Linked DNA regions of Mus musculus: region 1 is linked to region 2. The links are chromatin contacts, called in public HiChIP or PLAC-seq maps. All regions are on one chromosome and are shown on one strand. The core of a region is the stretch at or near the end of the contact, and the rest is flanking DNA. Distances in the headings are between cores, read along the strand shown.

The links. HiChIP or PLAC-seq counts read pairs in DNA pulled down with a chosen protein or histone mark.
Region 1: a contact with region 2 is called in an H3K27ac HiChIP or PLAC-seq map of embryonic stem cells, with 5 read pairs. The contact joins two enhancer-like sites. A contact is called at or near these places in 1 of 484 Hi-C or Micro-C datasets (palatal mesenchyme), 1 of 115 datasets of contacts at active chromatin or transcription factors (embryonic stem cells) and 1 of 9 other capture datasets (adipose tissue).

What each region holds. Positions count from the first base shown.
Region 1 is chr17:28,786,360-28,789,498 of GRCm38.p6, reverse strand. No RefSeq gene overlaps it. Among named protein-coding and RNA genes, the nearest start is that of Brpf3, 13 kb to the left of the region's middle. Within about 2 kb of position 1,823, at least 12 of the 459 cell types and tissues checked have an H3K27ac peak or open chromatin away from gene starts, as enhancers often do. A contact at or near this core is called in embryonic stem cells, where this site is marked.
Region 2 is chr17:28,591,676-28,594,859 of GRCm38.p6, reverse strand. It overlaps Srpk1 (serine/arginine-rich protein specific kinase 1), which reads left to right. Exons shown (of 16, transcript NM_016795.4): 13 at 583-690; 14 at 2,573-2,642. Among named protein-coding and RNA genes, the nearest start is that of Lhfpl5, 18 kb to the right of the region's middle. Within about 2 kb of position 1,664, at least 47 of the 459 cell types and tissues checked have an H3K27ac peak or open chromatin away from gene starts, as enhancers often do. A contact at or near this core is called in embryonic stem cells, where this site is marked.

The DNA.
Region 1 (3,139 bases), core at 574-3,073, 190 kb before region 2:
TTGAGACAGGGTTTCTCTGTGTCGGCCTAGCTGTCCTGGAACTCACTCTGTAGACCAGGCTGGCCACGAACTCAGAAATCCACCTGCCTCTGCCTCCCAAGTGCTGGGGTTAAAGGCGTGCTCCACCATTGCCTGGCCTGATGGACGTTTTTAAGACGGTGCAAATAATCACAGATTTTAAAGTTTTTCAACCTTTAAAAAAAAATCTTTTAAATTGTACTTTAATCTTATTTCATGGGAACAGATATTTTGCCCGCAGGTGCATCTGTGAAACCTCTGTGTGTCTGGTGCCTGCAAAGGCAGAGAGAGGGCAACCGATCCCCCGGGTTACAGAGGGTCATCAATTGTAGTGTGGGTACAGGGAGTCGAACCCAGGGCCTCTGGAAGATCAGTCCCTGTTGTTAACAGCTGAGTCATCACCCCAGCGCCCAGAAAGTTACTTTAGGACAAGAGCAGGCTGAGACTAGAGAGCTCCTTGAGCTAATTAGTTTGTAAGCAAGGAGGTTGAATCTCAACCAAGGTTGAGCCAGTAACTGGGGAATCGTGGGTTTAGCTGCACCCTGCTCTAGTGTCCACCTATAAGGGGTGAGGCGTTCTATCAGACTTAAGCTGTCTCATGGCTGTAGCATCCCTCCTAATGCACTTGCACTGGCAGACCCTGTGGGCTATGCCAGCTAACGCTGCGGCAGCCTGCAATAACTGACCTTTGGGGTTTGAGTTTATTAAGCATGTAGCAAGAAGAAAGGACAGCGAGTAGCACTTAGAAGGACAAACAGACAAACCATCCAAGCAGGAGTTCATGACATCCAGCAGGGATCACAGCAGGGTCCTGACTGAGAGAGCAAACAAAGCGACCAACCGCCAAAAGGCAGCTCTCAGATGTCCAGCAGAGATGATGCACTGGGAGATGGCGCTGGTGTTAGTTCTGGGAATAAACTGCCCCCATCCCACAAGGCATTTTTTACAAGGTGGGAGAAGACATATAGTAACCTCTTTGTAAAACGGAAATTCCTTTTATAAAAACTTCCCTTAGAAAAGATTGCATCTGAGCTGGAGAGACCCTTGGGTAGATAAGAGCACTTGAGGCTTTTACAGAGGACCCTGGTTCAAACCCGAGCTCCACGGGATCCAATGCCCACTTCTAGTTTGGGAGGGCACCCATATACATACAGCGCGCTCGCACATGTGAACACACACACACACTCTTTAAAATGCTATAAAATGAAAAAGAATTATAAAAATTATCTATGTGTATGAGTGGTTTTGCCTGTCAGTATTTCTGTGTGTAAATATTCAATGCCCGTGGAGACCTGAATTAAAAAGCAGTTTCTGGGACCTCGCAAGCCTCTATTCAGGTGCTGGGAACCAAATCTGGGTCCTCTGGAGAAGCAGCCAGTGTTCCTAACCACTGAGCCATGTCTCTAGTCCCTAAGATGCCTTACTTTTTACTTTTTAGCTGTTCTCCAGGTCACAGGGTTTTTAATTTTCTTTAGCTGCTGTTGCAGGATATTTGATCACACTGTGAACCCTGAAATTGTGTTATTTACTAAAAAAACACTGTTTCTAGTTGTAGTGTGGCTCAGCCTTAGCACGCGCGCGCGCGCGCGCGCGCGCACACACACACACAGACACATCTTCAATCCCAAGCATCAAAGTTAGTTTATACAAGGAAGCTCCCATTGTTTGGTTTCAGAACCAGGGTCTGAGGTGCATATTTTACATATCAAAGCAGACCAGACCTCCAGGTTCTCCCAGCATCCCCCAGGCCCTATCGGGCATACCCTGCCCCAACCCTGAACTTTCCAGCCCAGAGGCTGGGCTGCCATTCCCTCAGAGACTCTTCTCTATATAACCCAGTTGAGTTGCATCAGCCAGCAGAGATCAGAGAGAACTGTAGAAGGGTGAGCTTATTCTTACCCTTCGGTCTCAGAGGCTGAAAAGATTCTAGGCCTTAATCAAACTGTATGGAGCTTAGAAGCTTCCAGCTTCCTGGACCGGGCAGAAGGAGGCAGCAAACCTTGGAGATGACAATTACTTCAGGCAAATAAAAGATACTTTTAGCCTGGAGGTGGCACACGCCTTTAATCCCAGCACTTGGGAGGCAGAGGCAGGCAGATTTCTGAGTTTGAGGCCAGCCTGGTCTACAAAGTGAGTTCCAGGACAGCCAGGGAGACACAGAGAAACCCTGTCTCGAAAAACCAAAACGAAAAAAAAAAAAACAAAAAACCAAAAAAACCTTTTATAGCTTGCTGTTTTCTTCTGTTTGCAGAGCCCAGAGATGGGGGTAGGGAGGTGGGGTGTCAGCGGGCCAGGGACAGGAGGTTTGAGAAGGCACTTAAAATAAACAAGCTTAAGTAAGTTAAAGGAGGGCCCCTGGAGGGGGGCAATTTCCCTACCTAATTATTCTAGTTATCTTTTCTCCAGGCTGTGGCAAACTAAAAACCTGGCAAGAGTGACTTAAAGGGAGAAATGGCTTCTTTTAGTGGGTGGTTTGTAAGGATAATCCACCATGGTGGGGAAGTTATGGGGCCAAACCGTTAAGAGGCAGAGACATGCATGCTGGCCCCTGGGTGGAGAGAGATCAAGGTTGGTCCTCAGCTGGCATTGGGACCCCAGCCATGGGAGGATGTTACCCACAATCAGGCTAGATCTCCTGTCCTCAGCTACAGTTAGGGTGGGGGACACCCTAACAGACAAGCCCAGGAGTGTGTCTCCCAAGTCCAGTCACATGGACAAGACTAACTCCCACAATACTGCTCTTATGGTCTCTCTGCCACCTCAGAAATGCCCAACCCCATTAAATGTAGGCATTCCATCCCAGTCCCACGGTCCCACAGCATCTGAGGCATGGAGGTGGCTTTTCAAAGATAATGGTACTGTCCATCAAGACCTCAGGTCTTTGATGAAGTGAGTCAGGTCTGAGGCACAGGGTTACATATGTCTGTTACATAGGAGAAACACTTGCAATGTCTGCTTCTTCCTTGACAATTCCTTCTGTGTTATATTAGGAAACTTCTGGAACATCAGCAGTGTGGTCCATGGCTGGGGAGATGGTTCACTAGGTAGAAGGACTCGCTGTATAAGTAGGAGGGCCTGAGTTCAAATCCTAGGACTCACATAAACAGTCAGGTACGGTTGT
Region 2 (3,184 bases), core at 415-2,914:
TTCTTTGTTTTGCTTTTTGAAACAGCCTCATTGTAACCATGGCTGGCCTGGTTAGCCATGTAGACCAGATTAGCCGTGTAGAATTCAGAGATTTGCCTTCCTTTGCCTCTCCCAAGTGCTAGGATTGAAGGCATGTGCCATCACACCGGCTCTAATAGTTTTCTTTTCTTTTCTTTTCTTTTCTTTTCTTTTCTTTTCTTTTCCTTTCCTTTCTTTTCTTTTTTGGTTTTTCGAGACAGGGTTTCTCTGTATAACCCTGGCTGTCCTGGAACTCACTTTGTAGACCAGGCTGGCCTTGAACTCAGAAATCTGCCTGCCTCTGCCTCCCGAGTGCTGGGATTAAAGGTGTGTGCTACCACGCCGGGCTATTTTTATTTTCTTAATAAAGCTATTGTTATTCCTAAGTCTGTATGTCTAAACTAAATTAAGGCTCAATTTTAAGTTATCTGGAGTAGCAGTAAGACAGGTTGTTAAATAAGTTTTGCAGACAGCTTGCTTTAGTTTCCATCGTTAAGTAAGCCTTAGTTACTTCCTGTTTTAAATAAATGAGTATTAAGGATCTCCACTCCTTGACTCACTCAGCACAAGCATTTCACTGAAGATATCCAGACACGGCAGTATCGGTCTTTGGAAGTCCTGATAGGATCTGGCTACAACACCCCTGCTGACATCTGGAGCACAGCATGCATGGTGAGCCCTGCCCACTGCCTTCCCTGTTTGCTAATGCAGTACTGAGCAGAGTGTCACACAGCTGCTCTCAGTGTTATGTCAGAAACCATGGGCGTGGCATGGTGGGGTGAGGGCAGGGGTGGGGTGGGTTGAAAGCCATTGTTCAAAGGCATTCTTTTTCCTGTATTGGTTACTATTGTCCTTGAGCTTATAGCCTTGACCTGTTTGCAGACTTGGGATGCCACTGGAAGGATGCTGTCCTCTGCAGTGGGGCCACTCCTCAGATGTCTGGGTCAGTCAGGTGTGAAGCCCGGGCACCTGTGAATCCACACGTCGCTGCTTTACGCTGGGGAGTTTATGCCTTGATTTAGTTTTCCCCTTTGTTACAGTCTGTGCTTGTCAACATCAGCCAGTGGGCGTGCTTTCCTGTGGACCTAGGCTTTGAGTTTGAGTTGAAGCTTTCTGTGCTCAGAAAGACCCTGACTGCTCAGGCCACACAGGTTGGGGACATAGTCCCTTCACTTGGTTTTACACAGTGGCCTTGGGTTCCTGCTTTTCCAAGTCAACTCACACTCAAACTGGCTACAAGCACTAGCTTGGTATTTTGTTACCCTTTATACCTTTGTACAAATTCAAGACCAGACATAGAGAAGACAGCTTGGTGGGCATGGGGGTGTCACACTTGCTGAAAGTGTCACTCCCAGGGAAGCTCCCCTGTGTGTCAGGTTTGCACACTTACACTTTAATTGCTGTTTTATTAGTCCCAGCAGTAAGCCAAGAGGAGAGGCTTACAGAGGAGAGGTGGGAACTTGTTAAGCCTGGTGAGGCAGAAGGATTGCCAAGAATCCAAGTCCACCTTGGGCTGCATAGTCTGGAAAATGTCCGTGTAATCTGGAATGTAAATTATGTTTCCAACTCTGTAGGATTCCAGTGCAGGATGGGGCTGCTTGTCTCATGGGTGGTTTATGTGCAGCCTCTCAACACCCGCTGCGCCCTCTGCTGGCCACGGGGAGAAACTGGGGCCTGGAAGAGAGCACTGTCATCAAGCTACATATTTCTGGCTACAGAGTGCCATGATGAAATCTGACTCATCTCAGATACCATTTCTTGGTGGCTAGAAGAGTCTTGAAGGCCCATGACCTAGCTCTGGATAAAGGCACCTGATAAGCTGACTCCAAGCCCTGAGACATACATGGAGGGAAAGAAAGAGCCAACTCTTAAAAGTTGTTCCCACAGTCACCAGAGAGCTAGTAAGAAACAAGCAGCTAAACATTTGTTGTAAAGAGCATCCCGCTAGAATCCTACAGACATTCCAGGTTACAAGGACATTTTCCAGACTGTGCGGCCCAAGGTGGACTCGGATTCTTGGCAGTCCTGCCTCGCCAGGCACAACAAGTTCCCGCCTTTCCTTTAAATTTTTTTTTGTTTTGTTTGGGTCCCCCCTCCCCTGCCGAGACAGGGTTTCTCTGTGTAGTCCTGGCTGTCCTGGAACTCACTCTGTAGACCAGGCTGTCCTCAAACTCAGAAATCTGCGTGCCTCTGCCTCCCGAGTGCTGGGATCAAAGGCGTGCGCCACCATGCCCAGCTAAACATTTGTTTTAAAGAGCATTCCGAGCGCTCCGTCTGTTGAAGTGCGGCTGTGTTGTGTGGTGAGAAGCAGTTAGCCCACTGCTGGTCGGCTCCGCTCTGCTGTGCTCTGTGCTCTCCTTTCCCTCAGGCTGCCCCAACATCAGTGCTGACTGAGGAGGCTTTTCTCCTTTTCCCATTTTATTGGTCTGTAGCTGTCATTCAGAAGCAATCTGAGATGCTTCTCAAGTGGCCGTCTAGGTTTGGGATCAGATAGCAGAGGCTTTGCAGCTGTGTTCTGTTTCTCTGATACTTTCATGCGCTGTCTCTTCCTTAGGCCTTTGAACTAGCCACAGGGGACTATTTGTTTGAGCCTCATTCAGGGGAGGATTACACACGAGATGAAGGTGAGTCCCGTTTGCCAGCTGTTTGTGTGTAGCTGTTTTGCTTTTCACTGTAACTGGCATCGTTTGTTGGCACCAAAGGCCTCTGGTACTGCTCTAGGTTTGTATGAGACCCCAAAACAGGAGAAATGCAGCCAGCGTAAAGCTGGGTGGGACAAGGATGTCGTCATAGCACTGAGGAGGCAAAGCCAGTAAGGAAGTGCTTGCCTGGGAAAGTGTGAGCTAAGGAGTGCAGTGTCTATGTAAAAGGTGCCGGTGGTGTGCTTGCCCCTCCTCGCAGTTGGTCAGCACTCCCTTGGTGGTCCTTTACTTAGCGGTTGTGGAGGTCTGCCATGCTGACGTGGCATTTGCTCTGCTACATCCTGGTTATGGCTTCCAGAGCAGCTGCAGTGTGGCTAAGCTCAGGAAGCTCACAGTCAGGCAGCACGCTTGTGGGCCTCAGGCTTCCTGAACACTGTGCTCTGCTTTGGTCTCACGTTGACCAGCTAATCCTTGAAGCTATTCGTGGGAAGCCTTGTTTGCTGCTTCCCTTCACCTTGACACTG